Linked DNA regions of Sus scrofa: region 2 is linked to region 1. Evidence: chromatin contacts called from public HiChIP or PLAC-seq data. All regions are on one chromosome and are shown on one strand. The core of a region is the stretch at or near the end of the contact, and the rest is flanking DNA. Distances in the headings are between cores, read along the strand shown. Region 1 has its middle 160 kb from the start of IVNS1ABP. Region 2 has its middle 130 kb from the start of HMCN1.

Region 1 (3,153 bases), core at 496-2,995:
AAACCTCAAGTGGCCCCAGAAAAGAAGTCCAGCCGTTAGACTTTGACAAAAGATGTAACTTGCCAGCTCCACCAACTCTAAAGGCTAAATAAACCTCCAGTCCTTCCTTTCGCCCATTGTCCCATCCCACATCTGCATTTTTTTGCACCAGAAAGTCAACATCTTACAATCATCTTTATCTTTTTTCTAAAGCTAGATTTCTTCTGGGTGATTAGGCATCACGTGTTGGTAAAGCTGCATTGCCCAGTCCAGTAGGCACGAGCCCTGGGAGGATGTTGAGCATTTAACATGTGGCTGGTCCAAACTGAGATGTGCTGTAAGTATAAAATATGTAGCAAATTTTGAAGACTTAGTACAATTAAGAAATGTAAACTATCGCATTAATAACTTTTATGTTGGTTATATGTTGGCATGATGATAGATATATTGAGTAAAGTGAAATATAGAAATAAAATTTATTTCATCTGCTTGCTTCTTTTTACCTTTTTTTTTTTTTTCTTTTTAGGGCTGTATCTGTGGCATAAGGAAGTTCCTGGGCCAGGGGTCAAATCAGATCTGTAGCTGGGGCCTATGCCATAGCCACAGCAACATGGGGTCGGAGCAGCTATTGCAACCTATGCCACAGTTTGTGGCAACTCCAGATCTTTCACCCACGGAGCAAGGCCAGCAATTGAAACCACATACTCACTGGGTCCTTAACCTGCTGAGCCACAATAGGAACTCCATTTCTACCTTTTGAAATGTAGCTACTAGAAAGTGTTAAGTCACATGTGCACACATTATATTTCCATTGGGCTGTGCTGCTGGAGATCTTAAGTTCCACGAGATCAAGGCCACCTTGTTCATGAGTGTATTCCCAGCTATACTGGCACAACACCTGGCAGATAGGAACAAGATTAATAAATACATTTGAAAGAATAAAGCTTTCTAGACAATAGGGATTTATGTGTAGGAGTCTTCTTTATAGAAAAAGAGGAATCAAAGACAATCAGCTGGCAATAAGGGAGTCGAGCCGCTCACCTCTCCAGCACTGCATGTTCTCTGCCCACCATGGGCCTCAGAGCTCCCTTCAGCCTTGCACATTTAGTTATGAAATAGGGTCTAAACTGGATCAAATGAGCAGCATATCCATCTAAAACTGAATAGTTAGGAGTTCCCGTCGTGGCACAGTGGTTAACGAATCCGACTAGGAACCATGAGGTTGCGGGTTCGGTCCCTGCCCTTGCTCAGTGGGTTAAGGATCCGGCATTGCCGTGAGCTGTGGTGTAGGTCACAGACACGGCTTGGATTTCCACGTTGCTGTGGCTCTGGCATAGGCCAATGGCTACAGCTCCGATTCGACCCCTAGCCTGGAAACCTCCATATGCCGTGGAAGCAGCCCAAGAAATGGCAAAAAGACAAAAAAAGAAAAAAAAAATGAAACAGAAAATACTGAAGAAAAGAATCCACATGCATAGCAAGAAATGATTCAAGGGCTATTAATTTGATCTAAACCACTCTCACCAAAATGATCTCATGGCGAATATCTCATTTACTTATCTCAATCCTTGGTATCAGAAAATTCTTCTTAACTTGGATTTGTGACTTGGCAAAACATTTAACACAAATGCAGCAAAGACTGGAGCGTCTAAAACGTCTAGTAATATCCTTAAAGACAGTTTTGCTTCCATGCCGCTCCCTCTCATTCACAGGCATAGACATCACTGTGAAGTGAGTCAGCGATTCCAAGTATCTGTATTGCATTACACCAAGTTCCCCAGAGCTGGCATTAGCAGTACATTGCTGGAGGGAGGAAGAAGCCAAGCTGTCCTGTGATCCCTGAAGACTAATCCAGCAAGAGACGTGCTGGTTAGTCATGGACAAGAACACAGGGATTAGAAGCTATTCAGCCAGTTGTATCAGGTGACAACAAGAAGGCAGCTGAGTGAGAGCTAAGCAAGTGGTGAGAAGGTGATCCAACACCATGGCCCTTGACACAAACACCCATTTTATCCAAGGCACAAAGCACTCCTTAATTGGAAGTATCACTCCTCTCCCCAATGAAAACGATCACTTTAGTAAAGTTTACACACCCCCAGGAAGCTACCTCTCTTTCCATCTTTCCTTGTGTTTCAAAATCCACAGAGCTGAGACCACCAGATGGTATATCCTCAGAAGTGCCATAGTCAGCTGCAAGCTCACTCAAGAACACAGAAATAGTACTGGGTTGGAAGTGAGAACTTGGGACTCCTAGCTCTTCTATCAGGTATTAATTTCAGGATCTTTGAGATGACATGTGTTATGCTGTTGCCCATAGCTGCAATCAAAGCATCACTTGGGACCCTGCTCACAGCAAACAAATTAGCAACAACCATATGACTCAAAGCACTCACTTTCCCTATCTCCAAGGCTTCTTCCACCTTAAAGAAGTCTTGGATGGTCTCAAGACCCAACAGGACACTTTAGCTTCTATGAGACTTTACCAACCCTATGTCCATCTCATCCGACATACCCAATAGAAACATACACACTTTTAGAATAAAACTAGAGGAAGGAAAAAACCCAAATAAATTTTGCTTTATAAGGCCAGAGGTGTGTAGAAATGAGTCAATGGTACTGAGCCAGAACTCTTTGAGCAACAAAACAAATAATAATAGTACTGGATTATAACCCATAGAGTAAAATAAATGAGTCCACACCGAAACAAAGAAATAAATAAACTGAGGAGAAAAGACAATTCTCCCTTACAGAAAAATTCTAATTAATAAAAGTAAAAGAAACAAGGGAAATAGAAAGTCACTGTTAGAACACCACAGCAATAATTACCATAGGCAGAACCCACAGATAGATGCTAATATTAGTGGGTGAAGTTTGAAGGGAAACAGGATATTTGCAAGGTCTCAAAATATCTCCCCCAAGATACTTATTAATAACAAAGGGAAAAATAGTAACTTTTTAGAAGAAAAACCCAGCAGATACCATCCTAACCAAGTGTTCTTAATAAATATGACCGCTAATGGGATACTGCCTCATGAATCACACGTTAGGATGCACTGAGAAGGGTGCTGACATTACGTTTGCTGGTTTCTTTCTTTTTCTTTCTTTTTTTTTTTTTTTTTTTTGTCTTTTTAGGGCCACACCCATGGCATATGGAGGTTCCCAGGCTAGGGGTCC
Region 2 (3,294 bases), core at 22-2,521, 81 kb before region 1:
TACACTTGTACTCCCCAGGGTTTCAGCAGAAAAGGGATGAAATGCTAAGTAATTTAAGGACAGTGTATGAAGAACCATTTGCAAGATATGGGTGCAGAATGGTACAGGTTCCCAGGGTAGGCCCCATTACCAGCCAACACTAGCAGACGCTGGGAAGGGTGGAGGGAGTGGTTTCCTGAACCTGCAGAGAAAAACTCTACTGAGAGGGCTGCTTGATAGGAGCAGTGCCCTTCAATCAAGGGGTAGCCAGCTGGCAGCAACCCCACTGGGAGGAAGCAAAAGAAATAAAAAGCCTAACTTGATCCACACCAGCAAAACCCAAGGAGAAGTCAGAAGGCAAGGGGGCCTTTGGATACAGGTCAGCCTCCAGGTATCTGGCAACTTGGAAAAGGATGGATCTAGAGAAACAAACTGGGTGGTTCAGTTTTCCTTTTTATTCCTTAACTGAATTTTCTATATTTTCTCCACTGAGTATGTAAAATGTATATTTCATAGCTTTACTTTTTTTTCTCCTCCTGTGGCATTTCGAGCTTGTCATTCTTTGCAGTGGGTTGGATAACAAATAAAATAAGGGTGAGTCAAAAAAAGACTAAAATAAGCAGGAGGGAAGATGAGAAATGGAAAGGCTTGCCTAAGGAGTGATGCAGGGGACATAAAGGACACACTTGGTGGCTAAAGAAAATAGGCATCTGGGTGTCACTGTTCCAGCTCCACCCTGCTCTGCACTTTAAAGACTAATGGTAATATAAACAATGGTAATTTTTAAAGGAATTTTTTAAGGGACTTTCCTGCGTCTCTTTCGACATATCCAGTCAGCCCTGAATGAAAACATCATTTCCGAGTTGTCATGACCTTTTTTCAGGATCCTGAAACCATTTTGGCTTCTCTTGTCTCTGATCTAAATGCATTTGCTTTCAAACCCCAAATGGTCACTGTTGCAACTGTAACAAATCAAGCACAATCCATATCCAACAGATCTTACAGACATGACAAGTTCTTGCAAAGGTCAAATCAAGCAAACCAGAGTCACTGGCTAATTGCATGCAGGTCAAATTAGAAATAAGTTGTGTGGTCTCCACTTCCTCAGAGCTCAGTTCTGGAAGGCTAACACCCTGCTCTTCAGAAGTCCCCACTGTGCATCTAAGATGCCTGGGCTAATCCAGTAGAGGGCAATGGTAGATCTAGAAGCCTGGCCCTCTGCAAGCCCTCTGCCAGCTCCAAATGGCTTCATCTACGCCAGGCACACAAGGTCACCTGAGTTCCTTTCTCCCATCACAGTCTGGTCTGTGGCTGCTCCCTTGGCAACCCTGCTGCTGCTGCCAGCAGTCATGAGAACAGGAATTATGACCTTCGCTCAAACTGCAGCCCTGAAAACAAAAGCCACAGCACCTTTGGCCTCAGCAACATCTAATTTATGGCTAAGTTGCCTGGCTGTATATTTCAGACCCAAGGTAGCCTTTGAGTGAGGAAGGCAGGGTACTACTCCATTAAAGGGGCAGTGGGAGAGCCAATAAGTTCCAAAGCAGAGGTTCAAGCCAAATCAAGAAGGAATCCAAGGACAGAAAGAATGCCAGAGAGGTGAGGGCGGTTATGAACTAGCAAAAGGATTTTTCAATTGGAAAATTTCAAATATGATTCGCTGGTAAATACCCCTGGAGATCTCAAGCCCCTGGGATTTTCTAGAAACAGGTGATATAAGACAAGCTGGGGAAGCACATTGTGCAAGTGTCCCTAGTGGAACTTAACTTTCCTACTAAGGGAAAAAACTTTAGTACTTTGCATTGAACCATTTATATGCAATCAAGCATTAGTCTTCCTCTCAATGGCACATAAAAATAGAAAGCATCAATGGGAGAGCTGGAAGAGACTCTAGAAATCACTGCTTTTAATTTGCTAAGCAAAGGAACCCTTTTAAAAGATAAATCTTATATATAACCTCAAACTATTTAGAATAGATGAGAGAAATATTTTATTGATATAAATTCACAAGTTCATATTTCTGTGGAACACTATAAAGCTAGTCACCAAGAACAAGGAAGTTCTTTGGATAAATGAGATCAGAATTTAGAGATGACTTGCAGCCATACATCAGTCTTAGAACCTAATTTTTTTTTTTTTGTATTTTCTTTGCAACTACTTTTGAGGGTGATGACACTGATTCCCACAGATAAATTGCTGCTGATGGTGAAGATGTTTTTGTAACAGCTTTTTTTTTTCCAGCGTTGGGGTGTTCTTTCATTAAACAGAACAAAATAAGTTTCACTGCAAAGTTTTTACTAAAACAAGTTAACATTGGCCATGTTTTAAGAAGATGTGGTCTCCAAAGAGTTAAAAGATTTTTTTTTTTAAATTATTGCTTTTCTTCCTGGGTACATAGCTCAAACCATGTTTGCCAGCCTTCTTTGCAGCCATTTGTCTGAGACTGAGCTAATGAAACATGAGCAAAGCTGATCCACACCACTCCCAAACCCCACATGGGCAAATTTGCCACAGGCAACCCTCCAACACTTGCCTCCCAGTATGATGGCTGGAAAAGTTTTCTAAGATCCAGAGAGGAGGACAAGACCCCAAGATTAAAGGAGCCTGGGCTCCCCCAAGAATCACATAGGACACCACCTGCAGACCAGGAACTTCTTACTGGATTTGGAATAACTAGTAGTAAACTTTAGAACTTTGTTACATCAGCTAATGTTATTTACGATTCATAATATAATGGTTAAGGTAAATATGGAGATAATATTTGAGTCAAATGTTCACAGAACCCCCTGAAACACTTATCCATGATTTGAGAAACACTTAGCCATGATTTGAGAAACACTTAGCCATGATTTGAGAAACACTTAGCCATGATTTGAGAACTAGAGCTTTGATCCAAATATATACAGAAAGGTATGTCTCCTTTGGTACAGGACAGAAAGAACCCTCACTCAAAGCTGCCAAAACATCAAGAGGGCTTTTAGTAACTGGTGAGAAGACTAATATGATCAAGATAACTTCTGTTTTTACGCAATACTCTGAGAAGCGTATGGCTTCGTTCTCTCCCATCCCAAACCATTATCAGCCTGGCACACCCACCTTCTATAATCTCTGATGACTCGCCTGCTAAACCTGCCATACTTGAGGGTATAAGAGGGAGAAAGGCCTCTTCTTTCTTCTAAAAAAATCTTCTTAACAGAGGGGTACCTTCTCTGCCATTTTATGACTAGTGAATTAGCCGCAATAAGATGAGAAGCTAGAGACAGCAAAAAGACCAGCAAAATCAGAGAAGATCCAAATTCAAATCCCACATCCACT

The links. HiChIP or PLAC-seq counts read pairs in DNA pulled down with a chosen protein or histone mark.
Region 2: an H3K27ac HiChIP or PLAC-seq map of skeletal muscle shows a contact between it and region 1. The contact joins two enhancer-like sites. A contact is called at or near these places in 3 of 47 Hi-C or Micro-C datasets (embryonic fibroblasts, heart right ventricle and skeletal muscle) and 2 of 2 datasets of contacts at active chromatin or transcription factors (alveolar macrophages and skeletal muscle).

Annotation. Positions count from the first base shown.
Region 1 is chr9:126,634,088-126,637,240 of Sscrofa11.1, reverse strand. No RefSeq gene overlaps it. Among named protein-coding and RNA genes, the nearest start is that of IVNS1ABP, 160 kb to the right of the region's middle. Within about 2 kb of position 1,745, at least 15 of the 83 cell types and tissues checked have an H3K27ac peak or open chromatin away from gene starts, as enhancers often do. A contact at or near this core is called in skeletal muscle, where this site is marked.
Region 2 is chr9:126,714,863-126,718,156 of Sscrofa11.1, reverse strand. No RefSeq gene overlaps it. Among named protein-coding and RNA genes, the nearest start is that of HMCN1, 130 kb to the left of the region's middle. Within about 2 kb of position 1,271, at least 13 of the 83 cell types and tissues checked have an H3K27ac peak or open chromatin away from gene starts, as enhancers often do. A contact at or near this core is called in skeletal muscle, where this site is marked.